2 separate regions of the Dromaius novaehollandiae genome follow, and region 1 is linked to region 2. A link is a contact called in public Hi-C data. All regions are on one chromosome and are shown on one strand. The core of a region is the stretch at or near the end of the contact, and the rest is flanking DNA. Distances in the headings are between cores, read along the strand shown.

Region 1 (4,951 bases), core at 659-3,158, 100 kb before region 2:
CAGCTTTGCTGTTTCTACCAGACAGAAAGTGTCTTTACTAGTAAAAATGCATAAATATCAATTCCATGCACGTGTTTTTGCTTTGCCACAACCATGTAAGCTCTCGACACAAATGCAGCACTATGATCACTTCATATGATGGACTCTGTTTCAAAGATTTTTTTGCTACCTCTGCAAGAGCACTAGGAACTTTCAAGTGCAAACACCTTTGTACAAAGCATGCTATAAACACCACCACAAAGACATGCCCTTCCACAGGGGATTTAAAGCTCACAGTCTAGAATTCAGCCAATATCCCAGGTGAGAAAGTGGACAAACAGCACTAGGTGGAGAGAAGTTAAGTTCACAGACTGGTCCATACATAGCAGAGTGGCTGCTAAGGAGTTTGGAATTTTATTTATGTATTTATTTAATAAGATCCGCTGAAGTGGCATATCTGAGAACTAATATCGGGCCTGAGCCCCTTCAGCTCTGCCACAATGCAGTTCATGATTTCAGTGCATAAAACCCAAATGAACAAACCAGGTCAAATCAGAATCAGGCTCTCAAAATGGAACTCAGTCTTAAGGGGAATTCTCAGCCATGAACTTCCTGAATGAGGTGCAATTAAAATCTCAGTGTTGTGTTCATTTGGGGGGGGGGGGGGGGGGAAATAGTTTCAATATTCCATTTCCTTGTTAAGCAGTCACATATTAACGCCAGACATTTAATGACAAATATTTGTGGAAAGCATGCAACATCCACATTCCAATAATCCTTCTTGCAACTGATTTTATGTTTCCCAATACATACCATTTTAAACAAAAAAGTTAAAGAAAAAGACAGCAAACACTATGCAGCTGAAGTCCAGACCACCATTTGCTCCAGCAGCCCAAATGGGATGACCCCAATTTGACAGCACTAAAGCCCCTGGAAACCCCCCCCCCCCCCCCCTTTTTTTTTTTTTTTTTTTTTTTTTTTTTTTTTTTTTTTTTTTTAAGTCTCACTTACACAAGACAGTCCTCAGTTGTTGTTAGGCAACACATGATGGACACTGGATGAGCTCCAGAAAGCCCTTGAACACCCCTGAACTCTACGCAACAGCAAAGGGACTTTTCTTATCGCTCTGAACCAAAAACTCATGCACGCAGCTCAAGATTTAGGTGAAATCTGCAGCTCTAAGCATTTTTTTTAATTAAACAAAAGCATATATCCCAAAGGAGATTCCTCCATATTCCTCCACATGGAATAATGACAGGTGACAACACTTCTCTCTTAATTAGACAGCCAGACTCCTCCTGGGCCCTCTGATTTCTGCTAAAACCAGATCCTTTTTCCATTGGCTGCTGTGCTCCAACTGTGTAGACCTAATTTGCTGTAGCAGAAAGCATGATTGGTCCAACACCATCATCCATCCCTCTGAGGGCAGCAGCCTTTGTGCAACACTTCAGGGCAGTTAGATCACTTTGAGAAAAGCGCTAAGAAATGTAAATCACACACTCTTGTTTTCTTCCCCTCTCCCAACACACTTTACAGTAGTATTTATATTTATCTCACGGCACATTCCTCACAAAAATAACCCTCAAACAAGATGAGCAAAGCTCATCTGTTATTTGACAAAGCTTTGGGAAGTGGTTCCTGGGGGAGAAGAAAGGGCCCCCGATTTACTGGCCAAATTACCTTGCCATCATATTCATATAGCTGGATGCCTTATGATGCAGTCACTGGAGTCAAGCCCATTTCAAGGTGAAAAAAGACACTTATCATCTAGCCAGAAACACATACACGATGTTTATTTAGCCTCCTCTAGCTACAGAGGAGCGCGCGACCCGACCCGCCCACCCGCTAACCTCCTCCTCTTCCTGCTCCTCTCCCTGGGGCACCGCCAAGGCCTGTAACGTCCCTCTCCTCCCGCCCCCCGTTTTCAAACCCCGAGGCTGTTGGGCTGACGCAGTTCCCCTCTCCTCCGCGAGGGGCCGGGCCGGGCCGCGCCCCGCTTCCCGCCGCAGCCCCGTCGCTGGGGCGGCGGCGACCCCTGCCGGCCGTCCTGGCGCCGCGGAGGCCCAAATACAGCCCGGTACGACGGGACCTACCTCACCCCCCCTTAAAAACACAAAACAAACAAACACCCACACAGACCCAAGCGGACAGCATCAGCAAGTCGTTACACTGAAGGTCCCACCATTCTGTCCTATGCAGTTCAAAACGAAATTCTTCTTCAGGAAATGGGGATTTCTGTTTAAATACGGCAGACGAGGGGCACAGACCACCATACTCGGACGCATCCCTACAGCAACACCATCACACTTTCCAGCCAGGGGCCTTGCCTGGACAAATCAAGCAGTACTAGGATGGTTGGCGTTTGAAGCTCCAGTACATCCATACAAAGCATTTCTGTTTATTACTCCACTTTGCCTTACGCTAGTGCAGTAACCATTCTTTCATCAAATTTCACATCCACTTCTCACAGGTGGTGTTAAATTTGCTTCACGCAGGAGCAGCAAAACCAAGGAATTGCCTTTTACTAATGCAAAACGCAACCCCAAGATGTTATATTTCTCCCTTTTGCTTTCAAAACAGAGTGTCCATGAGCAGGCTTGTGATGTAAAGACTAAAGGCAAGACCAAATAAGAAAGAGAAAAAACACACCCTGTTTTCACTCTCACCTGTTACCTCATAGCCCTCAGAGACAGGACCTCTGCTGAAAGAGCTGTTATCAGGAAGCTACAGCAATCAAATCCCTTAGCCAGAGAGACATACTGTCTTCTATAAAACAGGTATGTGCACAAAGGCAGCAAAAGGAGAACTTAATACTCACTCCCACCTTGTGCTGCTTCTGCAAGCAATGAAAATGAGATGCAAAGCAGCTGGGAAGCCCTCAGAAAATCACAGCTGCAGGTAACTTTCCCACATCACTGAGCTATAGAGGTGTGGCTCTGCAGAAGAGAGTGGTTTCAGCTATATTTCAGGGCAAGTCATTGACTTGAATTAGGGGATTGTTGCTGCATGGCAATTTTGTTCTTGTGCATTGGCCTGGATGGGCCCTTTTTTAGCAGGGGAACAAATCAAGACAACTTTTGGGATTGTTGAAACTAGCGTGTGGAGATACAACCTGCTTCCCCTCACTGCTCCTTGTGCTGGATCACTCCTGATGCAATATTAATGTGACTTAGCTTGTGCAAATAGAGAAATCAGCAGCTGGAACTTTTCTGTGGCAAGTGACTGGTGTGATGTGGCACCACACCCTGCCTTGCTGCTTCCAAATATATCTTCTAAAGTAAGAGACCTATCATTTCTTAAAGATGAACTAAACACTGTTCAAATTAGAGAGATAACAAGGAATGGTGATCTCAAAATAATAGACTGTAAATAAACAAGCATCATAATGGTCAATAAAAAGCTGCATACAACAGTTTTGTTTTTTGTCTAGCCAAATAATGGAGTCAGCTATGCCTGGTAAAGTACTTGATCTGTAACCTTTCAGTACTGACAGGTCGAATAGCCCCCTCAGTTTGAGAAGCTGCAGCCTGTCTGTGGGCAGCAGCATTGTGCTTTCTGTTCTAGACCTACCTGAGATGGAGCCATGTCCATCTCTCTTTCTATTTTTACTTCTTCTTTACATTGCTTCACAGCCATCCAGTTATGCGTACACATCTCTTTCTGCTTTCTGTCTCCTTTAGCGTACCCCTTTTCAATTCATCTGCTGCTCCTCCACAGGACCATCTTACGCACAGCTTCAGCTCCCCGTAAATGTTTCTCCTGGCCCTCAGACAAAACATGTTGCTTGCCCCTCTGCTTCCCTGTACAATCTCTGTTGTTTCATGTCCCTCAGCCTCCAGTTCTCAGCCTCTCCTACTTGCTCCGCAATACCTGCAGAATTGAAATACATGAGTTATCTAATTCTGACGTGAAAGGTATTCCAGAGTTTAAGTCATCAGATAATTAGCTTTTAGTCAGATGAGGGCAGTGTTGCAAAACATGTTGGCTCCAGCCGCCACACTTCACTGCTGTTCTTCCTCTCAGTGCAACAGTTTGTGGTCTGTGTTTGCATTCTGAAATGATCCAGGCTGAAAAGAAATATGCTTGAAAAACAAAACAAAACAAAACAAAACCTGGGAGATTTATCCCAAGTCATTTCAGCGTTGTGGTTTACGGCAGCGCCATGCTGACATCTGAACAGAGGAGGCAGCACATGCTGTGGCCAAGGAATGAGCAGCCAAAGACAGGAAAGGAGTTTCTCAAGCAGAACTCCTCCAACAAAGGCAAGATGTGGCTGCAGCCTAAGATTTCTGCACTATTTTTAATCCTGAGAAGATGTGGGGTTTGATTATCTGATCCCTTGTGCAAATCAGAGTCACTTTTTGCATACCTCACTCCTTTGTCTTGTTCTCTAGCCCCTTCCCCTTACTTCTCCCAAATTAGTTGCTGCAAATCCTTCAGTCTACCATAGAATGGTGATTTCTTTCTTTGAATAAGCAAGTGACAAAGGTGACAGTTCCTGCCTCGGTGTTGATGTAGTGGCCAATGTCTAGCGTATGTTAAATCTAACAAACATTTCATGATCTTACTTGGGGGGAACAGGTCAATGGAAAGTCACCTCCTTAAATCTGACTGAAAGCAGTCAAATAGCTGTGTTTGCCAAGGTAGAAGGGAATTTATGTACATATCCAGGGACATTTCTTTTTGAACAAGCTCATTTATGACTTAGAGTTCATTTTCAGTGCAGTACACTGAGAAGCAGCTGTGGAATTTCCATTAACAGTAATATAAATGTTGTGGCTAATTGCATGGGAAGTATTCCTCTCCCCCAGGTTAATTCACACTCAGGATCTTTTCTTCTGCTGGTCTAGTTCTCAAGTGGCTTCCAATTCTACAGATAAGGAACTGAAAATTACTAAGAACTCTCCAAAGTGAATAATAATGGGTAACTGGAACACAAAATAAGGAGAATGTTCAAATGCATTTTGCATTT
Region 2 (5,128 bases), core at 1,947-4,446:
GTAGTATGCAGTTACTGTTGATTTTGTGCAATAGGCAAACACCACAGGAATTGCTTAAAATCCCCACGCTGAACATAGCACATTCACCCTTTTGACACCCTGAGAAAAAATGACTGAAGAAGGCCCAAATAATCCTACCCACACATTGAGCTCTGACTGCATTCAAATATGACTAGAGTGATTGCTTCACCTTCTCTCAATTATATCAGTTTCCATGTATTGTATTAACAGTGCATCGAAAGGCTGCAAAAAATAAACAGGATTCACAATTTTCCTGTCTGTAAATAACAAAAATAAAAATAAATCCATATTAGACACCTCCTCTTCCTCATCATCAGAAATGCTGTTGTACGTTCCTGATCTAGAAGAAATATATTCTCTTATTTATGAAGCTAAACAATGAAATATCACACTGCAGGTCTGAAATGCTGACAGTTTGAGGTGATCAGATACTTCCTGGACGCATAGGTCTGTACAGTTCATTTACTAAAGGACTATTTTGATCAGTACTTAAATGCTGCCATTTGGAAATGGGCAGCAGTCTAAAGTACGCAGGAAAACTCTGCTCGGTAATGAAACATGTCCTTGAACATAATGGCCCACTCAAGCAAAAAAGGAGGATTTTAGTTTTATAGTCCTGAAAATCAAGTTTTACATAACCAATGTCCAAAAACATTATGTTCACTTTGCCAACTTGTTACAAAATATTTTCTATTGTCTAGCCTACACCTTCCTCATAATAGCTTTTACTCCAGTCCTTGAACCTTAGTGAGGATGAGCACAGATCATTACGAACATTCAAGGTTCTTTTGTAAATAATCCCAGTTTCCCATTTGCTGGATCCCCCCCACAAAAACAACCCCCTTTTAAGATGATGATCAGAGCTCCCAGAAGGTTCTGTATCATTGTACTGAGCAGTCATGAATGCATGGACTTATATGACTGAAAGGAAGATGCTGTGAGAAACATACTATATTTTCATCAGAGGATTAAGACTGGGAGGGTAATATAATGTATCTTCAGAGATAATAAAAAATTTCCTAATTATTATCTCTCTCACCCTACCACTAGTAATAATACAAAACTACACTAAAATAATATTGAAAAATACCCCATCAACATTTGTGTTACATAGTGATTGTGAACATTGACAAACACAAAGTTCCCATACCACAAAGAAAGAAAGAAGCTGCATGCACCAAGTAGAATGAAATTTACTCCCTTCCTTCTCTTTTTGAATATAAAGATTCAGATTTACACATGAAACATTTAATTTGTGAATGAGAGCATGTCACAGTTTTTAAAGACAAAAAACAGAGGAAGAATCAAGTGAAAACTAAAAGAAGTTTATTTAAAGATTCTAGCACTTTTATTTATTTGGGAGGGGGAGGGGGTTGGTAAAGGTCTATGAGCCTGTTAATCAGGTTTTGCATTGCTTATGCTGTTGTTGGCTTGGCAGCTTTATCTTTAAAACCATTTTGAATTGTTTTTATCAGAACTATGAACAAACTCTGGTGTGAACTAGGTTGGAGAGCGCAGCCTTTTGCCTAAGTAGAAGATAAAGTATGAAATGTCTAACTTCAGTTATTACATTCCTGTGTTTTACTTATATTACAAGCTTCTCGGATGTTTCCAAAACATGCCTTTTAACGTTTAAGGAATACATTTGCTAACTCTTCTGCACAATTTGCAGTTAGCTCACAAGACTGTTGCACAACATTTTCATTGTCGAGAAACTTCTGGTTTTGCCTTCACAGATTCGCAAGCCATGAGGGGACAGTGCTGAAGCTATCTACTGGGTCCAGCTCAGCCTTTGAGATTTCCTGAAGTTACACATCATGCACATGTATGCCCTTTTCTGGGCACCTGCATAAACATGCAAAAAACCTAGACAATAGCAGATAAACCATAAGCTCAGACAACCTTAGAACAGTTAAGAGAGCTTAAGATTTCTACGTGTAGTACTCAGAAATTATAAACTCCCAAGTTAGGTCTACATTCACAAGAGCAAGAACATTCTTTCGCTGGTTTTAGGAGCTGTCACTCATCAACCCACTATTACACTCAGAAAAAATGACCGATATGGGAACTGTATGCCGCAGAGAGGCACAGGTGACAGGAACCTTCCTCGCTTCATTTTGCCTTTAAATAGGGTGAGAAGTGCTATCAGCTCAGAGATACTTGGCAGTAGTCACAGCATCAGGGAGATGGGCTGACAGGAACAGGGAGGATGGAAATGTACGGGCAGCCTGGAGGGTGTTGTGGAAGGACGCGCCAGAAAGCAAAGCTGAGGGAAAAGCTGATGGTGGGTCCCATCTTTCAGCTACTCCCAGATTTCCTTTCTCCCTCCGGTGCTGACTTGCACCTCAGCAGCAACTTAAGCATCAAATTTAAGCGCAAGATTCTTTGGTGCTTAAGTGACTTAAAAATGCTCTGCCTGCCGCACCCTGCTAATACACACTCCACCTGCACACAACTGGACTTCCACGGAGGGAGTTAAAAAAAAAAAAGTCCACTGAAGACCCAAGTTTAAATTCATCCAGCCTAAAAATCCTAGCATTGATCGGTTTTTAGGAGCTGGTCCGGAGCTCGTAATTAGGCTGACCAAAATCTGGGGGAAACTGAGCTCCAGGGCAAGGAAGAAGACAGGGACTATGGGGAACTACAAGTTATCATCAACCTTGGAAATGACTGTAACTTTTAGAAGCAAAAAAACGAAGCAAAGAGGGGAAAAAAGAAAAAAAAAAAAGCCTCCAGCCCACTCAAGTGTCCAAGCTGGTACCAAGCCTTTAAAAACTACCCGATCCTCCTCCGCTCAGGCTAAGCGACGGGGCCAGGCCTCAGGCGCCCCCCTCGGCCCCTGGCCGTCCTTCGCCGGGGGCTCGGGGCGGGGGGAGGCGGCAGACGGCCCAGGACAACCCTCCCGGCCCTGGCCCCGCGCCCCCTCCTCGCTCGGCGGGGGAAAGCCCCCGCCGCCCCGAGGCTGCTACTCACTGTGCCGGCTCAGCCACATTTTTCACGGTGGGGGGGGAGGGGACGGGACGGGACGGGCTCTCCGCCCCCCTCCCCGCAGCCGTCCCGCGCTCCTCCTCCTCTCCGGGGCCGGGCAAAGCCCCCCCGCCTCGTCCGGGAGCAACCTGGACAGCGGCGCCGGCAGAGGCAGGGAGGAGGAGAGGCGGCGGCCACCTGCTCGGCCCGCCCCGCCGGCGGCAGCGCCGCTGCTGAGCGCGGCGGGAGCCGCGGGCGATGCGCCACCTCGCGTCGTCGGCCTCGCCGCCGTGGGCCTCGCCGCCCTGCGGCCGCTATTACGGGAGGGGGCGTGAGGTGCCAGGGCGGGCGGCGCTCAGCCGCAGGCACACCTCATGACGCCGTTAAAAAGACAGGCAGTGCTGCCTGATCTCCTTCGTCGTTTAACGGCCGCGGGAAAGACTTGGCTGAGGCCGATGCGTCTCCTTATACCCCGTTGGTGAAGACATCAGAGAGGGCCTGGCAGTGATGGTGGATGTGGCGGCTGTGCATGGCAGAAAGAGACGGTGAGATGAGCAAGCGGAGGGTTATCCGCTGTGCAGACCCGCCCGTAGAGCAAATAAAGTAAAAATGCTAAGAGCTGCCTTATGAAAGGCCCTTAAACGAGCCTCGTGGAAGTCGTGCTGAAAGTCAACCGCCTGAAGAAAAAGCAGCGCACTCATAGGACTAAAAGCAAGACTCGCGCTCCATCCAACAACCTGTTTGAATAGTTGTTTTCCCCCTAGGTTCAAAATAAGCCAGTTATTTTGAAGTCTTTGTTGAACCCAAACCAGAAAGTAGGAAGCAAATAAATACTGTTTTGTTTTGTTTTCCTGGCAGTGATTTGGGTCTCATTATTTTAGCTGATGGTAATTCGTACTTGCTGAGGCCTGCGGAGGCCCAAGGCGCCCTCCTGCCCCGTGGTGGCACTGGGCCTGTGCAAGGCCTACCATGAGGCTGGGCTGCTCCCTGTAGGCAGGTAAATGGCCTTTGCTGGCCTGTGCTGGTGCAAAGCTGCCTAAGCGTCTGTCAGCCCTGCACCTGCACGGAGAAGCTGGCAGCTCAACTCTCATGTTGAAAGACAGCCTTCTGGGGACTGCAGTAGCAACTCGGGTTTGCTCAGGAAACTGAGCTAAAGAGCTCCAAGTTGGGCAAAACCCAAGCAAGGAAGCTCGTAATTTATTTTTTAAAATGTTTGAACAACACTGTAAATTATTATTTTCACTTAAAATCATCTGTTTTAGTTTCTCATAACCTTTATTGCCTCTGCCACAGGTGAAGCACAGAAATGATATGTAATTCAGCAAACAGAAGAATAAAATCCTGTAGAGTATACATACTCCCTCCCACTCAGCTGGACTGGGCCTTCCCTGGACACCGATGAAAGCTATGGATGCTTCCAGTCACTGGAGAAGAGGCATTTCTTGTCTTTGTCTGGGAGCTGGGATTTCACAGTATCCTATAAATGGCAAGTAATTGTTGCTGTTTATTGTCAAACGTACTGGAGCTTGCAAATGAAAAGCAACATCCAATAAACCCTAGGCATGCCAATAATTAAAGTGGTAGTGTGGGACAATAGATTTAAGAAATAAAAAGCATAGGGCAAAAAGGAAAAGGAATTAAGAGTAGGCAAGAGAAAGTTAAGAATATACAATTATTTTCACAAGAATTGTTATCCTATGAGACAGTATATCAGAAAATGATGACATCCCTGTTAATACCTGTTTCAAACTATTCAAGAGTGTATTGTTAGCTTTAAAGTAAAAATAATGTGGCTTAAAACCCAAACACTACAGTTGGTGGTAGCCAAATGAAAAATTCTGCTCGTTTTATTAAAGCAAGGAAAATTAACTAGGACTCAGGATCATTTAACTTTGTGATAAATGTATTGTGTGAGCATTGGTGGGACATGGACTCCATGGATAAAAATTTCAAGCACCCAGGAGCTTTACTGCCACCTAAACACACTACTGTTTAAAAAAAAATAAAAAATAAAAGAGAGAGAGAGAGAGAGATTGGTGACTCTTGAGTAACTGCCTGTTTACCTGCTTTTGCCCCACAAAAAAGATGTGGTAGGTTACAGTTTTTTCATTACTGCCTAAATTACATTGAGCTACACCCA

Evidence for each region. A called contact is a pair of places that touch in the nucleus more often than the background predicts.
Region 1: a Hi-C map of liver shows a contact between it and region 2, with 8 times the contacts expected there. The contact joins the enhancer-like site here to the promoter of FAM3B in region 2. A contact is called at or near these places in 2 of 4 Hi-C or Micro-C datasets (brain and liver).

Annotation. Positions count from the first base shown.
Region 1 is chr1:121,291,423-121,296,373 of bDroNov1.hap1, reverse strand. No RefSeq gene overlaps it. Among named protein-coding and RNA genes, the nearest start is that of TMPRSS2, 25 kb to the right of the region's middle. Within about 2 kb of position 1,908, at least 2 of the 2 cell types and tissues checked have open chromatin away from gene starts, as enhancers often do.
Region 2 is chr1:121,188,094-121,193,221 of bDroNov1.hap1, reverse strand. It overlaps FAM3B (FAM3 metabolism regulating signaling molecule B), which reads right to left and starts at 3,196. Exons shown (of 8, transcript XM_026121587.2): 1 at 2,995-3,196. The coding sequence starts at 3,013.